Linked DNA regions of Mus musculus: region 2 is linked to region 1. Evidence: chromatin contacts called from public HiChIP or PLAC-seq data. All regions are on one chromosome and are shown on one strand. Each heading gives the region's core, a stretch centred on a gene start, on an enhancer-like site or on the middle of the called end of the contact. The rest is flanking DNA. Distances are from core to core; before and after follow the strand shown.

Region 1 (3,848 bases), core at 286-2,785:
AATGCCTTTAATCTTCTCGGAGGGAGGCACACCACTCTGACCTGCTGATTCGTACAGTGTGTGTTACACTCAAATTACTCAAGAATTCCCTTGCTGGCCTTTTGTCGATAGTCCTTTTTTGCAAGGTCTTCATTACTTTCTAATTGACCAAATTTATTTTCTTCATCTCTCTCATTAAGGACGGGTTTAGAAGTAACCTCGATTGTGCAGACTTCCTAATGGCTTACTTCCTCTATGATTGCCCTCATTTTTAAAGAGGACTCTCCAGTCTACCCTAAGCCTATACCTTACAATCCAGCGATCCATCTACCTATTTAAGGGCAATGGGAGTCTAGAAAGTCTGCAGTAACTGATTGTATATTGTTATGTCCTTGGGTATGATATGGTTATACCTGCCAACACTGGTCACACACACACACACACACACACAATAGCACTATGTAGAGCTTTCATGATGGTTAGTTCAGCAGGAACTCAGTTTCAATGTATCCTGAGCATCTTTCCCAAATGTAAACTTCTGCGTTCATCTTTTGTCTTTCTTGATTAGTGAAGCCAAAACTCTAATGAGACAAGAAAATCTTCTTATTGCTACAATGGGTTGGTGTAGAATAAACTATATCCCACAGAGACCTGGATGTTCTGGCCCTTACCAGTGCAAATTCCTGCTGAAGATTCAATAGAACTACAAAGTGACACTACCCAGAATACCTGAAGTGTAGATCTTCTCCCTTCTCTCTTCCTCCATCTGTTCTCCTCCCCTGCCTCTATCTATCTCTATCCTTGTCTCTCTTTCTATATGTGTGTATGTGCATTCATGTATATGTGTGTATGTGCATTTGTGTGTGTGTGTATGTATGTATCTGTGGTTTGTTCTCTTGAAACCAGAAGATCCAAAGCAGATAGCAGCACATGGATACATACAGAGAAAGGACAGAGACAGACAGAGAGAGGCAGGGGAGAAGAAGGGATGAAGGGAGGGAGAAAGGGGAAGATCTATACTTCAGATATTCCAGGCAGTGTAACTTTGTAATCTTCTGCTTTTTAAATCCCATATACCATGAAAGTTGAGTTGCTCAAATTCTGGATCTCTCTCTCTCTCTCTCTCTCTCTCTCTCTCTCTGTCTCTCTCTCTCTCTGTCTCTTTCTCTGTCTCTGTCTCTCTGTCTCTGTCTCTCTGTCTCTGTTTCTCTCTCTCTCTCTCTCTCTCCCTCTCTCTCTCTCTCTCTCTCTCCCAGGTATTTACTGCAGGAATCTCAAGATCTTCCTTTCATAAAATGAGTCATAACTACCCAGCCTGCTCCACCAGACTTAAAATGCTAAGCACTGTGAAGAAAGAAAGATCCCCTCGCCATAGCTCTCTCATGGGGACCTCAGGATCTAATGCAAATAAATGTCTTGTCCCATTTGGGCTTGTGTCATGATAGCTTCTCTGACTAGACACGCCTTACATGTGCACGCCTTACATGTTCTTCCCCGACATTAAAGCTAGTGGCTTTAAAGTTAATGCCTATTTCTGTATCAGCCTTGGAGACGTTGCCCACACCTGGTTGACTCTTTTAACTGTCTACTTGGCAGGCCGGCTTGGCCCAACAACCACAGTGAGGGTGGGGGTGATCTTCACAGAATAAAATCCTTTTCCTGTTTTTCCTGGCTTGGCCAGTCAAGCAGATTGAAAGAAGTTGCATGTGCTTTTAAAAAATGAAACCCTTCTTGGCACTTTGACAAGTGGTTTGATGAGATCTAACTAGTATTTACAGAACTTGAGTTTGACACAAATTGAGGGTTAAATTTTCTCTCATTTACTGGCACCATCGACTTTGCATTTATAGCCCATAGGACCTGAGAGAGCAATACTGACTGTCAGTCTGTCATTTCCCCATCTCCAGCTTGAGAGTCCAACTAGATGCTTCTCTTACTCAGTTCTTCACATCAAGAGCTTTGAGTCTTGTAGGATCCACATACTGCTTACCCTGCTCTGCTCTGCACTAGCGAGATGGCCTCTGGTTACCACCTCACTTTCCTTGTGCCTCAGCTCGTGACTCTGAAATAGGAACATTAGTGAACTAAGTGATAGGTAAGAAGTAGCAAGAATGATTCACAAAATACCACAGTGATCAATGGATGGTAAGGATGACTAATGAATGTTTCCAGGGGATTCTATGAATTGAGCACTGTGGAAGAACAGGGAATCAGGGCTCATACCTAAATCCCAGCATTCATGGAGCTGAGGCAGGAAGTTTACCACACATTCATAGTCAGCTCAGACTACATAGGAAGTTCCAGACCAGCCTGAACTACAGTTTGGGAGACTATCTCCAAAAATAATTGTATTGCTTTTTAGGTTTCTGCAGTAAAACACCCAACATAAAATTGGGGGTGTGTTTCAGTTCATAATTCTGAGGGAATCTGTTAATGACAGGAAGGCATGGGACAAGAGTATGTGGAAGACAGCCACACTGTGTTCAGTCATGAAGCAACAAGACACGAACACAGCTGCCCACTCCACTTTCTGTCCCCAGCCTGAGGGGACAATGCCTCTACATTTGGTTGGCCTCAGTAAAACTTTTGTGAAGAAACCTTCACAGACATACCCATGTGACTTTAATCCCAGTCAAGCTAACAATGAAAATTAACTATCATACTGTCCTATATGAAATTGCCATACTCAGAGACATTTATTATTATCCATATAGAATCCATAAACAAATCAGATATAGCTTTCTCATGAGTGAGCACACTTACAAGTACAAAAATTATCAAGGTAACAGCATACGATCAATTAACTTATATTCTAAATAAAACAATAAGACAAAACACAAATAGGTATGTGTATTGGGGAGTTTGTGAGAGGCCTATCAAGTGCTATGGAATAACTGAAGGACAGATTCCATGTCTGGGACTGGTAGCCCATGCCCCTACAAGAGAACTAGCCTACCTTAGAGACTCTATAAGGGAAGTAAATCACACATTCGGACAGGGACCTAGGGAAGGGGAATTTAGAAAGGGCTGCACTGATGGACTTAGTGCCCAGGGTTTCAAAGAGCTAAAGATGAGGTAAGAGTGACCTGGATTCTCAAAATTCTCATCAGGAGATACTCTAAAGAAAGCATGGTGATCATTCTGGATTATCTATCCAGGGTGAGTTTTCAGTTTTCTTTGTATTCTTTTTGGACTGAGTAGGTGTATAGACTCACTACCTCCTTTTTCTTCCTTGTGTTTTTGCTTCTGAGAAAGGTTCTATAACTCAGGCTAGCCCCAAACTCCATATACAGCTGAAGCTTGCCTGGAACTCTTAAAATTCCTGCCCAAGCCAGACAAATGCCAGGATTATAAATAGGCATATATGGCACTGCCCTTGTCTTTCACAATACAATGGTGAAGTGCCCCCAGAAAGTCTGCTTTGTAGAATTGAGAAAGGGAGAAGAGTTTCAGTGTAACTTCTGGAAATCATTTGTCCAAACCACATTAACAATACACACTGTGGTCACTTGGTCACTTATTGCTTCTATGGCTCTGAAGAACATAAGTAAACCAAAATGTACGGGGTTGGGAAAGCAGAGTTTGAAATATGTCTAATGTAGACATCATTTGGGGTCAGGTTGTTCATTTAAGTGTTAATATTTTAATTAGCTGGTTTTGTGTGTGTCTCTCGGTGTGTGTGTATGTGTGTGTGTGTGTGTGTGTGTGTGTGTGTGTGTGTGTGTGTGTGTGTGTGCTCATCCACATATATGCAGGTACCCTTGGATGCTAAAAGAGGGCCTCCAGATCTCCTGGATCTGGGGTTATACATGGTTAGGACCCTCCTGACATGGATGCTAAAAATCATACTCTGATGCTCTGTAAGAGCG
Region 2 (4,015 bases), core at 1,437-3,936, 160 kb before region 1:
AACATCACTAACTAGGGGTCAAATACTAAGTCCCCGAGTCTATGGGATACATTTATCACTCACACAGTACCACAGTAACTGTTTCTCACTGTTATCTATGTTTCCTTACCTTTGTGCTCCGAGTCCTTTCCTTTTATGTCCTTTCCTTTTATCTTGCCCTCCAGCAGACCTCTAACCCAAATAACAGTCACAAGATTGGGCAATAATGTGTGGTGTTCAAATGCACTCCCAGTGTCCACTGTGATCCTGTACCAATTCATTCAGATAAGAAACTTGAACCTAATGACTCTTCTGTGAGAGAACATGGACTAGATATTGATGACCCTTCATTTTGGATAATCAAATAGAATGTCAGAGAGGTTTAGGGACTACTTTTAAGTCACACAGCCAACTGAGCTGAGGTTGACAACCAGTTAAAGAGCTGCCTGGCTCTCCTCTTGAGGCATCTAAGATTGGCATTTATTTTCCATAAGTAGCTATACACATTGTAAATCTTTTCTAAGTCTTATTTATGTCTCTCTCTCCCTCAAAGACAAACTTAATACATCGATCAATCCAAGTCAATCACACGGAAGACAATGGTTAACATGTTATTCTGTGCAGGCCATTTCGATGGCTACAAAGATGCTGTCCTAGCTCCAGAATCAGCTGATTGTTAAGAGCAGCTGTGAAGTACTGAGCTGCATGCTGTGGACATTGTTATTTTGAAGCAAGAATAAACATCTGCAAAGTGTCCCCAAATCATATCAAAGAAATAGCAGATATCCAATGAGAACAAAATATGATTGCACTCTTTGGCCTACATGGCAGTATCCAAAAAGGAAAGAAGAAAATGACAGAAATCTTAGACTGTGTAGAGATCTAGGAATAAGACATGCAAATAAAGATTGTGTAAATTTTCTTAAGTTAATATGACTTTCATTTTATAGTCCCCACTTGCGGGACGCAATGCGAAAGATTTTAGAAACCCAGTTGGAATAGCTCCAATTCAAAAACTAAAGATCCTAAGTTCCAAACCTGAGACTACTTGAACTTGACATGAGACCCCTAAGTAGGAACCTCCACACCTGACCTCGTGGCCTGGGTCACAGACAAAATGGATCTGCACTCAGCAGACTATATTAAAACTGTCTTCAGTCGATAGATATAAGATATACATATTAGTTGGTCCTATTTCCAAACTTTCTTGTTTTGTAGCTGCAAACATCTCCAAAATCTAAGAAAAAGGGGGGCTGGAGAGATGGCTCAGTGGTTAAGACCACTGATTGCTCTTCCAGAGGTCTTGAGTTCAATTCCCAGCAACTACATGGTGGCTCACAACCATCTGTAATAGGATCTGATGCTCTCTTCTGGTGTGTCTGAAGACAACTACAGTGTATTCATATAAATAAAAATAAATAAATAATGCAAAGAAATGAAAAAAATCCAAGAAAACAATCTGACCATCTAACCTACTGGTGTGTTCATCTCTGGGGAATGCTTTTCCTCCCTCCTGCTCTCAGCAGACCTTAGTTGCCTGTAGTTCTTTATGAGTCAGGGGTTGAGACTTTCTAGGCAGCCCCCATCAACATTACTATGACTATTAATTTTTCTTTGTTAATCTCATGTTTAGATTATCATGGTGTGGAAGCATACATAAAATTAGTAAAGTAGAAACTGAGCAGGTTGTACTTATGTGTCTAGAAATGCATAACTGTATATGTACGTCTATTTATATATGCATATATCTATAATATATACATTTATACATATATTTATACATATATTTATACATATATACACATATAATACATATGTGTACATGTACATATATAAATGCATATATGTATAAATATATATGTATATATAATATACATATACATTTAATCATATATATATATATATCATATATATATATATATATATCAATAGTTAAAGAAAAAGACTATGAATTTGAACAAGATCAAGGAGGAATATATGGGAGGGCTTAGGTGGAGGAAAGAGAAGTGGGAAATGGTGTAATTATATTAGAATCTCAAAAGATAAAATAAATAAATAACAAATTTAATTCACATCTGTTCCCAAGCATTTCTGATTAGCATTTTTCTGCCCATCTTCTCTTTACTTCTTATATCCCGTGGATGACATTAGGACAATCATCTCATAAGATGACTCTGGGGTTCACAGGGTTTAAGTATCTGAACCAAGTCACATAGCAAATGTCAGAGTTGGAATCAAACTAATTTCAAGATCTATCCTTCTTACACTACCAAATAACAAGATGGTATGGGGGTGGGGGTGCTTAGAAGAGTGTAAGGAGCCCGTTGTTTTTCCCAGAGTTCCGAGAGAAGATCAAAATATTGCCTCAGAGGAGAAGGCAGGAGTGCAGTGTGCCTGAGACTGCGGGAAGAATTCTGCCGTAGCACACAGTCTGGTTCTCTCAGAGAAACCTTGCCCTTGTATTTCTTGCACTGGACTTTCCCATAAATTTTTATTTTAAAGCTGTGACATCTTGCACTAGGCAGATAAAAAGCAAGGGAAGCCCCTGCAGAAATCCAACCTCTGTTGTATGTATGGAGAGGGCCATGTGTGTGCCACACGACAAGTGTGGTCATCAGAGGACAGTTTGTAGAAACTAATTCTCTCCTTCCTCCGGGTCCAACCCCTTTTCAGTATAATAGACTCAAATGAGGAAGTGCATGCTAAGACTCGGAAGATGCATTGCACATGTCCATGGAGTGAAAGAGGACAGATCGCGGTTTAGAGCTGAGCTCAGTGGCGCTTTTGGTAAGAAGCAAACTAGTCAATATTGGGGGAGGGAGGGTGTTCTGCTCAGCCACACAGGCTCTGCCATAGCGCTTCAGCTCCGCCCACACAGTGAGAAAACTGCCACACTCCGTGTGTAAGCAAATGAGTGTGAATGAGTCCAGTCAGCTTTGCTTATGGTTATGAAACATGCTGAACCTGGTGTGTGTGGACCCTGGTTTAGAATGTATGGTTCTTGGCCATTTCATGAGTTATCTACAAGAAAAAAGCTGCGGCCATAAGGACAGAAGGCTGTGTGGACTTGTTACTGGTTGGAAAGTATATGAGGATTTTATAAAAAGAAAGCACACGTAAACAAGGAAGTAGACATTACACGTTAGTGTGTTTAGGTAAGAGGTTCAGGAGGATGGATGCATGTTAGGAATAATTAGGCATGGTGGTTGTATGACACTGGATGAAGTCACCAAGTGCTACCATTCAGAACATGTTAAAGTGGTTAATCTTATTTGTGAATTTCACTTCAATTAAGTTTGTTTTGGTGCATCAATAGTTAATCTCCCCCAAAGCTTTAAACATAAAATGGCAGCATGACTCCTCTATTCAGCTGATCTACCAGGTTGCTTCTTGCTTTGGGTCCCAAAACAATTTATGTTTCCTAAGGCAGAAGAGGAAATATTTCTCATGGTCATGTGGCAATGTGATTTGATTAATTTTCCTGCTTCAGTATTACACAGATTTGATCTTGATGCCTAGCTTCTTTGGACCTGAGTTTCCCCACCAGCAAACACAGGTCAGGGAGTGTCCTGATAGGGTTATGAGAGCTCAGAGAAATTTGAATATACATAGTCTTAATCTCCTTGAGCTTCTAGAACACAAAACTAGGGTCTAGGGAAGAGGAGCTCCTCCAGATGTTAACTTCTCACAGTTCCAGTGAGTGAGGAGTCTATGGCCAAGGATGTGGCAGATGTGGTTCCCGATGGGGTCCTACTGCTGGGGTTTGTAGACATATGGTTTCTTGTTGTGTAACCATGTAGCCTTTCCTTGTGTGAGCATACTTGGAGGAAAACTAAAGAACTCTGTCCTTCTCTTCCTATAAGATATTAATTCTATCCTGTGGGATTTACCATCGTGCAGTAATATAAACCAGATTACCCTGTGAAGGCTTCTGCTGCAAGCACTGGAAGCTAGAATTTACACATATGAGTTAAAGGAGATGTACACATTAAGCCCACACAGCACATATCACCTAGGAGTATTCATAGCTATAGGT

What was found. HiChIP or PLAC-seq counts read pairs in DNA pulled down with a chosen protein or histone mark.
Region 2: a contact with region 1 is called in a RAD21 HiChIP or PLAC-seq map of pro-B cells, with 2.2 times the contacts expected there. The contact joins two enhancer-like sites. A contact is called at or near these places in 2 of 15 datasets of contacts at CTCF or cohesin (large pre-B cells and pro-B cells) and 1 of 484 Hi-C or Micro-C datasets (nephron progenitors).

The regions. Positions count from the first base shown.
Region 1 is chr11:45,322,321-45,326,168 of GRCm38.p6, forward strand. No RefSeq gene overlaps it. Among named protein-coding and RNA genes, the nearest start is that of Gm12159, 210 kb to the left of the region's middle. Within about 2 kb of position 1,536, at least 14 of the 459 cell types and tissues checked have an H3K27ac peak or open chromatin away from gene starts, as enhancers often do. A contact at or near this core is called in pro-B cells, where this site is marked.
Region 2 is chr11:45,158,260-45,162,274 of GRCm38.p6, forward strand. No RefSeq gene overlaps it. Among named protein-coding and RNA genes, the nearest start is that of Gm12159, 43 kb to the left of the region's middle. Within about 2 kb of position 2,687, at least 12 of the 459 cell types and tissues checked have an H3K27ac peak or open chromatin away from gene starts, as enhancers often do. A contact at or near this core is called in pro-B cells, where this site is marked.